3 separate regions of the Sus scrofa genome follow, and regions 2 and 3 are each linked to region 1. Evidence: chromatin contacts called from public Hi-C and HiChIP or PLAC-seq data. All regions are on one chromosome and are shown on one strand. Each heading gives the region's core, a stretch centred on a gene start, on an enhancer-like site or on the middle of the called end of the contact. The rest is flanking DNA. Distances are from core to core; before and after follow the strand shown.

Evidence for each region. Hi-C and Micro-C count contacts between places; a contact is called where the count stands out from the background. HiChIP or PLAC-seq counts read pairs in DNA pulled down with a chosen protein or histone mark.
Region 2: a contact with region 1 is called in an H3K27ac HiChIP or PLAC-seq map of skeletal muscle. The contact joins the promoter of GPCPD1 here to the promoter of C17H20orf196 in region 1. A contact is called at or near these places in 4 of 5 promoter capture datasets (fetal liver, fetal skeletal muscle and liver), 19 of 47 Hi-C or Micro-C datasets (alveolar macrophages, blood, brain and 10 more) and 2 of 2 datasets of contacts at active chromatin or transcription factors (alveolar macrophages and skeletal muscle).
Region 3: a contact with region 1 is called in a Hi-C map of skeletal muscle, with 4 times the contacts expected there. The contact joins the promoter of MCM8 here to the promoter of C17H20orf196 in region 1. A contact is called at or near these places in 3 of 47 Hi-C or Micro-C datasets (heart right ventricle and skeletal muscle) and 1 of 2 datasets of contacts at active chromatin or transcription factors (alveolar macrophages).

Annotation. Positions count from the first base shown.
Region 1 is chr17:14,609,413-14,612,112 of Sscrofa11.1, reverse strand. It overlaps C17H20orf196, which reads right to left and starts at 1,390. Exons shown (of 3, transcript XM_021078198.1): 1 at 1,275-1,390. The coding sequence starts at 1,319.
Region 2 is chr17:14,474,910-14,477,609 of Sscrofa11.1, reverse strand. It overlaps GPCPD1 (glycerophosphocholine phosphodiesterase GPCPD1), which reads left to right and starts at 1,387. Exons shown (of 20, transcript XM_021078049.1): 1 at 1,387-1,586.
Region 3 is chr17:14,788,949-14,791,648 of Sscrofa11.1, reverse strand. MCM8 (DNA helicase MCM8) reads right to left here and starts at 1,251. Exons shown (of 17, transcript XR_002339862.1): 1 at 1,068-1,251. TRMT6 (tRNA (adenine(58)-N(1))-methyltransferase non-catalytic subunit TRM6) reads left to right here and starts at 1,331. Exons shown (of 9, transcript XR_002339863.1): 1 at 1,331-1,641.

The DNA of each region.
Region 1 (2,700 bases), core at 141-2,640:
ACTCGTATGGAAATGCAAGGGATCCACACAGACAAAACAATCTTAAAAAAGAAGAACAAAGTTGGAGTACTCATTCTTTCTAATTTCAAAACCAATCACAAGCTTCAGGAATCATGGCTGTGTAGAACTGTAATAAGGATAGACATATAGATTAATGGAATAAAACTGAGAGTCCAAAAGTAAAAGCTTACATTTATGGCCAATTTATTTTCCCCAAGGTGCTGAGATAATTTCACACGGTAAGAATGGTCTTTTCAATGCTGAGACAACTGGATATCCATATGCAAACAGGTAAAATGGCTCAAGTACTTTGGAAAACAGTTTAGCAATTCCTCAAATGGTCAGCGTTACAGCTGGATCTGGCAACTCCTCTCGTAGATATATGTACATGCTCAAGAGAAATAAAAACATGTGTCCACACAAACTTTATACAAATGTTCACAGCAGCCAAAAAGTGGAAACAATCCAAATGTCCATGAACTGATGAATGGCTGAATAAAATGTAGTATATGAAAACCAGGAATATTTTTCAGCAATAAAGGAACTAAGTTCCAATACATGCCACAAGAACTTTTTAAAACATTTTACTTAGTGAAAGAATTTAGTCAAGAAAGACCACTTATTGTAGGATTCCATTTACATCAAATACGCAAACTGACAAATCTATAGAGACAAAAAGTAGACTAATAATTGCCTAGGACTGGGGAGGTCCTCGTTGGGGGGGGGGGTGACTGCTAATGAGTACAGGGTTTTCATCACCTGGAGCTGATGGAAATATTCTAAAATTAGATTTTGGTTATGGAAACACAATTCTGAGGATATACGAAAACCCACTGAATTGACACCTACAGCAAGTGGAAGTTCCAGGCCAGGGATCAAACCCATACTGCAATAGGGACCTTCGACACAGGAGCAGAATGACAGATCCGTAACCCGCTGTGCCACAAGGAACTTCCAATTTTTATACTTTATGCAAATTGTATTATAATATGTGAATTATATCTCAATAAGTTTGTTTTTTAAAAAGAAGAACCAAAGCTCATCTAGACACGGCCCGCAAATTCTGGGACTTCCCCAAAGCTGTGGCTGAGACGCCCCATGTAATGGGAGGGGAGGAGTTTGGGAATGTGCCAAGGAAAGCAGCCATAACTTCCCAGTTTGGAAAGAACGGCTGAAGTCTCGTGGAGAGTCCTACCTTTCCCCCAATTCAAGGCACTCGAGCGTCTGCAACGAAAACTGACCTAGAAAAATCGCCAGGGCCCACTGACACTCACCACCCCGAAACAGCAGCGGCTTCCAACCGGAAGCGGAGGCCCCATGTTTATTACGGGAAAAGCGAGGTTGAAAGGAAGTCGCTGGAACCATCTTTGCTAAGGGCAGGAAAGACCAAGGGGAGGGAGTTGCGGCCATCTTGACTGAGGGCATGGGTATAGCCAATGATGCGTTCCACGTAGGGCTAGTTTCGGCAGTTTCTAGAGGTTTTATTGATGAGTGTGCTTGGTAGACGCTAAAGGGAACAAGAAAAATATTTTAAATTTTTGAAAACTTCAATATCTACACTTTGAAAAACATGAAAAGTAGAGAGATTTAAAAAGATAATGTTAATATTTCAATATGTTGCAGGCGGGTACTGCTGCACACCGCCAAAATGTCAGGACCACAGATAAGCGAATGAGGGTTACTATTTCCATCTCATCATATTCTTGAAAAAGCACTGTACACCTACAGCCTCCTATAGATGCCTACACTAGTATAGAACCCCATAAGTTAGGAATCTTATGCTCAGGATGAAGATTTTAAATAACACTAGCTGAAGTTCGGCGAACTACCTGCCAGATACTACAGTCTGGCTGATATAGTGACGTTTTGAAGTCAAATTTAAAGATACAATTAGAAGTAAAACGTTCCTTCACATTCAGACAAACCTAACACAGTAAATATAAATTCAGCTTTTGCTTCCAGCTTTGTGCTTTGATAATCAGTGTATAATTTTGATTTTCACTTTTTTCTATGTAATATATCTCATTAAAAACTCTTCCAGGGAGTTCCCTGGTGGCCTAAAGATTAAGAATCAGCCATTGTCACTGCTGTGGCTCAGGTTATTGCTGTGGCTCAGGTTCAATCCCTGGCCCAGGAATTTCTGCATGCCCCCCCAACAAAAAATAGAAATGATAAACTCAAATGTTATTGAATGAAATTAATTATCTGATTATACAACAATTTAGAATGACTTTAGGAGAGCCCGTCCTGGTGCAGTGGAAACAAATCTGACTAGGAACCATGAGGTTGCAGGTCTGATCCCTGAGGATCTGGCGTTGCCATGAGCTGTGGTGTAGGTCACAGACACGTGGCTCAGATCTGGCATTGCTGTGGTTCTGGCATAGGCTGGGGGCTACAGCTCTAATTAGACCCCTAGCCTGGGAACCTCCATATGCCACAGGTGTGGCCCTAAAAAAGACAAAAAGACAAAAAATAAAATAAAATAAAATAAAATGACTTTAAAATAACAAAAGAAAATTCCGATCATTCACTGCATTCTCAGTTTTCCTGTCTCTTTAGTCTTGCTTAGTCTCTGTTTCTCCATTTTTCTTTGTATTTCTTGGCACTGACATTTTGAAGAGTACAGTTCAGTAATGAGTAGAATGTCCCTCAATTTGAGTTTGTCTGAGGATACACCTGGTTCTCAACGGCACTGAACAT
Region 2 (2,700 bases), core at 138-2,637, 130 kb after region 1:
CTGAACCTGCAACCTCATGGTTCCTAGTCGGATTTTTTAACCACTGCACCACAACAGGAACTCCAATTTTATTATTATTGTTTTGTTTTTTGGGTTTTTTTTTTTTTTGCTTCCCTGCAGCACATGGAGTTCCCCAGCCAGGGATCAGATCCGTGCCATAGTTGTGACTTAAGCTGCAGCTCAGCAATGCCGTATCCTTAACCCACTGTGTCCAACTAGGGGTCAAATCCACACCCCAGCACTCCCCAAATCCCTGATCCCCTTATGCCACAGTGGGAACTCCAAGACGGTTCTTTGTAAATTTTCGGTATCACACTTGATTTAAATGATTAAATAAAACCTGATAAAATTTTCTTTCAGGAATTAATCAGTGGTTAACCTTGATGCTGGAAAATGTTAAGTTGGGTGAGTGGCAAATGCTGATTAACTCATTTTTCTGGGACCATCAAAAGAGAAAAAAAAACTTCACTTTTTTTTCTTGTCTTTTTAGGGCCCCACGCCTGGCACATGGAAGTTCCCATGCTAGGGGTCTAATCAGAGCTACAGCTGCTGGCCTTACCAGAGCAATAGCAACCCCCAGATTCCAGCCCCGTCTGCAACCTACACCACAGCTCAGGGCAACCCGGTTCCTTAACCCACTGAGCGAGGCCAGGGTTGGAACCCGAAACCTCATGGTTCCTAGTCGGATTCGTTTCCGCTGTGCCACTATGGGAACTCCTCGCTTTTTTTTTTTTTTTTCTTAATATAGCTCATTTTTTCCCCCAGAAATTAAACTACAATTTTTTGCTACTTTTTCCAGCTTCCATAAAATTTCCTTCAAACTTTAATTTACATACAAATAATCTGGGGATCTTGTTAAACGCAATTCGAATAGGCAGAGGATCCCAATAGAGCAATTCTGATCGCTCCCAGGTGATACTGCTGGCTTGGAATATCAAGCTTTCGCAGCGAATGTTGTAAACGCTCAACCATCTTAGGTCACTTAATTCTCCTTCTTAACCCTAAAGATCTGACCCAAGTGTGCTTGTTAATTTGGAACGGAGGAAAAGTTCCTGAGGTCAGGCCTGCTCATTTCTCTCGCTTTCCGATGAGGAAAAATGCAATTTATAATTGCAGCTCCACGTCCTAGTCTAGGTTGTCTTAATACTTAAGAGTTCCAAGATAGGCATCTATGAACCCAAGCCAGGCCTGCTCGGCGCCGCCACCCGCGGCGGATTCCAGCCAACGGAAAAGGCAGACGCCGGGGACCCCGGGGATGCCCGGCCACCACCGATTGACGATGCGGGCCCTTTCCAGGAACTCGCGCGGCCCGCCCCTCACGCGCGGGCGCCTATTGGTTCGGACGGCGCCGGGCGTGACGTCAGGCCCCGCCCGCCAGCCCTCCAGCCCCGCCCCGCGGGATGGCCTGGCGGTTTGGTCTGGAGCAGCTGAAACCGGTTTGAGCGGAGCCGCTTCCTGCCGCTGGGCGCCGCAGCGGTCCGACTCGGAGAGAGCTGGCGAGGTGCGCACGGCGGGTACCCGGCACCTCGGCCCGCGGCACTGCTGTCTGGCGCTGCGGTGGAGGCGCGGACCAGTGGACGGGGCAGGTGAGGCGGGAGGCCGGGCGCTCGACGCGGGGGCCACGGCTGCTGCTCACGTGGCAGCCGAGCTGTCAGGGCGACCCGGCGAGGGGACGCGGTGGGGCGAGGCGTGGGGAGGGTCCCCCAGCCCGAACGGGATCTGCCCGCCGTGGAGACCGCGGCCTGGACGTTGGCTCTCGTAGGTCTGTGGGTAACGCATATTTACTGTATTTATCGTTTGTTGTCACGATTCCGCGGAGCTGCCGGGTGCTTAGTTACCCTCCAAAAATTTTGTAGTGTTTTCAAAATACCAGAATGCATAGACCATAGGACTACCACAACCACGAGTGTTCCAAAAAGCAAGTTAAGGAACGAAGGAACATAAATGCAGCTGAAGTCGTCTGTGTACCCCTAGCAGCATACCCTTCGCCCACCACCACTCTCAGGTTTTATCGCTAAGTAATTCATAGTGTTTTGACAACTGCTTATTTTCTGAAATTGCTTAGTCTTGGGCATGCTTGTGTAATTCAGTCATTCCAAGAAACCGAAATGCCTTACTCTCTTAGGAAAAGGTTCCAGGAATAGACATCAGTGCCCTTGAAATAATTTTAAGACAGCTGCCCCTTCTCCTAAAGCTCTACTTTTTCCAAAGCTCTTTAAATGACCCTGATGACTTCTGGAAAAAAGCCTCCAACGTTTCGATGCTTCATCAGCCCCCTTTTACCCAACTGTTCGTTTCCAAAGGAAATCGGTCATGAATTTAGTCTCGAATTGTAAAGAAATCTTTCACCTTGAGCCAGCTGTCTAGTCTGATGTAACACTTAGAGGAACTGATAGAACCAAGCAGGATGTTTGGACTTGATGTTTTTTTCATACTCTTTTTCAGCCCTTCCTATTTCTGTGCAGTTCCTATTCATTAACCTTTCACCTTACTCCTTCTTGTTACATTTCTGACAGTTAAGACTTAGCTAAGAAACAAATACAAGCTATCAGTCCTTTTCCAACTGGTAACATTCTAGATACAAATAACACAAGATAAACAGGTAAAACTGCAAATGGCTCAGATGGTTCTGGGCTTAACCAGGGAGAACCAATGTTCTAGACCAGTAAGACTTAGAAAAGTTGGACTCAGAAATGACCA
Region 3 (2,700 bases), core at 2-2,501, 180 kb before region 1:
CTGAAACTAATACCTTATAAACATTATAAATAATATTTTAATCAGCTATAAACAATAATAAACTATAAATTCAATAGTTCATTCCCAAGGGTTAAAATGTATAAAAATATACCCATACTCTAACGCAATTCATTACCAGGCAGCGTATCTGCATCTATATTTATTTACTTATTTTTATATTTTTGTCTTTTGCCTTTTTTTTAGAGCTGCATCCACAGCATATGGAGGTTCCCAGGCTACAGGTCTAATTGGAGCTGTAGCTGCCAGCCTACGCCACAGCAACGCCAGTTCTGAGCCGCGTCTGTGACCTACACCACAGCTCACGGCAACGCGGATCCTTGACCACTGAGCGAGGCCGGGGATCGAACCCTCAACCTCTTGGTTCCTAGTCGGATTCGTTTCCGCTGCGCCACAATGGGAACTCCCGCAGCTCTATTTAAAAAGATTTAATTAATACGTTAATAACTAAACAAGTTCACGATCTTAAGGCACTAACATGGCTTTGATAATCATGTAGACCACATCGTACGTCAAGAAACTGAAGCAAAAAAAAAAAAAATTAACTATGTGCTTGGGCTGTGCGATGGAAATCCTGTGAAATCAGACTGTTATGATCATTATAAGCTACAGATGTGATAAATTCATTTGAGTAATAAAAAATGAAATAAAATTAAAAAAAATTAACTGATCAACTGGTGACAGAACGAAGCTCAAATTTCCTATCCACATTCCCAGGCTGAAGCTCTCCTTCGACAACGCTATGTCCCCTATCTTTCTCAAAGGAGGTAATACAGTGGGAATAACTACTAAGGAGTAGGACTGGAGAAAGAGGCAAGGACCCGCCCGTCGAGCTGCTATGCTTGGTCAAATACCTCGCTTCATTTAAGTCTTCTCAGACTAAGTTTTTACTTGCAAAGGATGACAGGTCACAGAGCTCTCTTAGTTCGTGGATGGGTTGGCTCTCCCTTCCTAGCTGGGGGAAGCTCGGCGGAGCGGAGGAGACTCCACGGTCCGAGCTCCTCAGATGACTCTGCCTAAGTCCCGCAGACTCTTCGCCCTCAGCTTACCTGACGTCCCCGGGAGGGGCCAAGGATTGTACGTCAAAGCTGCTCGGGGACCTCGGCTTCTCCACTGAGGCTGCAGTGGGTCGCCGAATAGGTCTACTTCAGGCAGCCACAACAGGGTCTGAAACCTAACTCCAGTCTTCTAAGTTCTTTTTTGGCGCTTCTGTGACGCAACTTCCGCCCGTAGCTGCGGCGTGACGGGAGGGGCGAGATGGAGGGCAGCCAATCAAGGAGATCGGCCAGACGGAAGCTGTGAGGCTCCCGGAAGTTGTCCTGAGGCTCTGACCGGAAAGCGGAAGCGGTGCGCAGCACGTGGGGGAGGTGCAGATCTCTGGGCTCGGCGTCCCCTCGGTTTGTGCGAGGCCAGGCCGCCGGCGGCGACAACCCTAGACGAGGGGCGGAGAGGGAACTAGAGAGACGCCGCGGAGCTCAGAGATCGGCTGAGCGTCATGGAGGGCTCTGACGAGCAACCGGGCCCACAGCCACTGCATCCCGGGGATCACTGCATCCGCGACGGCGACTTCGTGGTGCTGAAACGGGAAGATGTGTTTAAAGCAGTGCAAGTCCAGCGGAGAAAGTAAGTCAGGTCTCTGGCCTTATGGTTTCCCAGCCCCCACCTTCAGGAGACGCTCTCTCTCATTAACTACTCTCGGGTCTTCGCACCTAGGCATTTGCATCCAAGACCCCGTTCTCAGCCCCTGGGATCCGTTTCACCCCACCTGTCTTAAGCATCCCGCTTAATCTTTCCACAGAGTTCTTTTCCCATTCTTGGCTTTAGGTGCCTTGCCTCTTTCACCATCCCTGTCCCGGAGTTCTTTTCCTAGGTTCTTGAGGTCTTCTTTCCTATCTTCTCACAGAACCCCTTCACCCTCTGATCTCACCCTTGTCTCCCAGAGTCCACCCAACGCCCCATCACTACTTTATTTTGTATTCTTGAAACCAATACTTTTTTCTTCTCAGATTTTCTGATTGGAAATGTGTATGTGCTTCCAAGTACATAATTTTGAAAAGTGCTAATACTAATTATTTAAACTTTTTAGTTGAAATATAGCAATGCAGCAAAGTCCTTAGGTCATAAGTTGGATGAATGATTTCAGAGTTACACAGCTGTATAGTAACTGTAGGTGAAACTTCGGTTTCTCTCTTGCATTGTCCTTTTAAGTTACTTTATTGTGAAATGTGATTGTTAGAGTATACTTCTCAATAGTGTGCTCTTTCAGACAAGAGCTTTTTATTTCTAAGGAGACATCTCTATTTCTGAAACATATTCTTTAGACAGTCATTTTGAAACATTTCCATCAGTTTTCTTGGCAGCAGCCATGGCATTAGTTTCCATTTTATTTAGAAAATTAAGCTTTGAGCTCAGTTACATCCCAGGCCAGATTCTCCCTTCACTATTCCTCAAGGCTGCATTCATCTGGTTGTGCAGAAGCAATCCTGGCTCTCTGAGCAGACTCTGCAAATACCACTTTTTCCCAGCAAAGCACACAGGGTCCACTTTTCCTGACTAGGGCAGTGACCTCCTGTTAGGCCAAACAGTTTGCCTGACACACTCTGCTTTGCCTACCAGACCAGCTGCCAGAGGGATAAACCCAGCCTAGCTCAGACGCAGGGGCACTCTGCTAGCCCTGGGGTA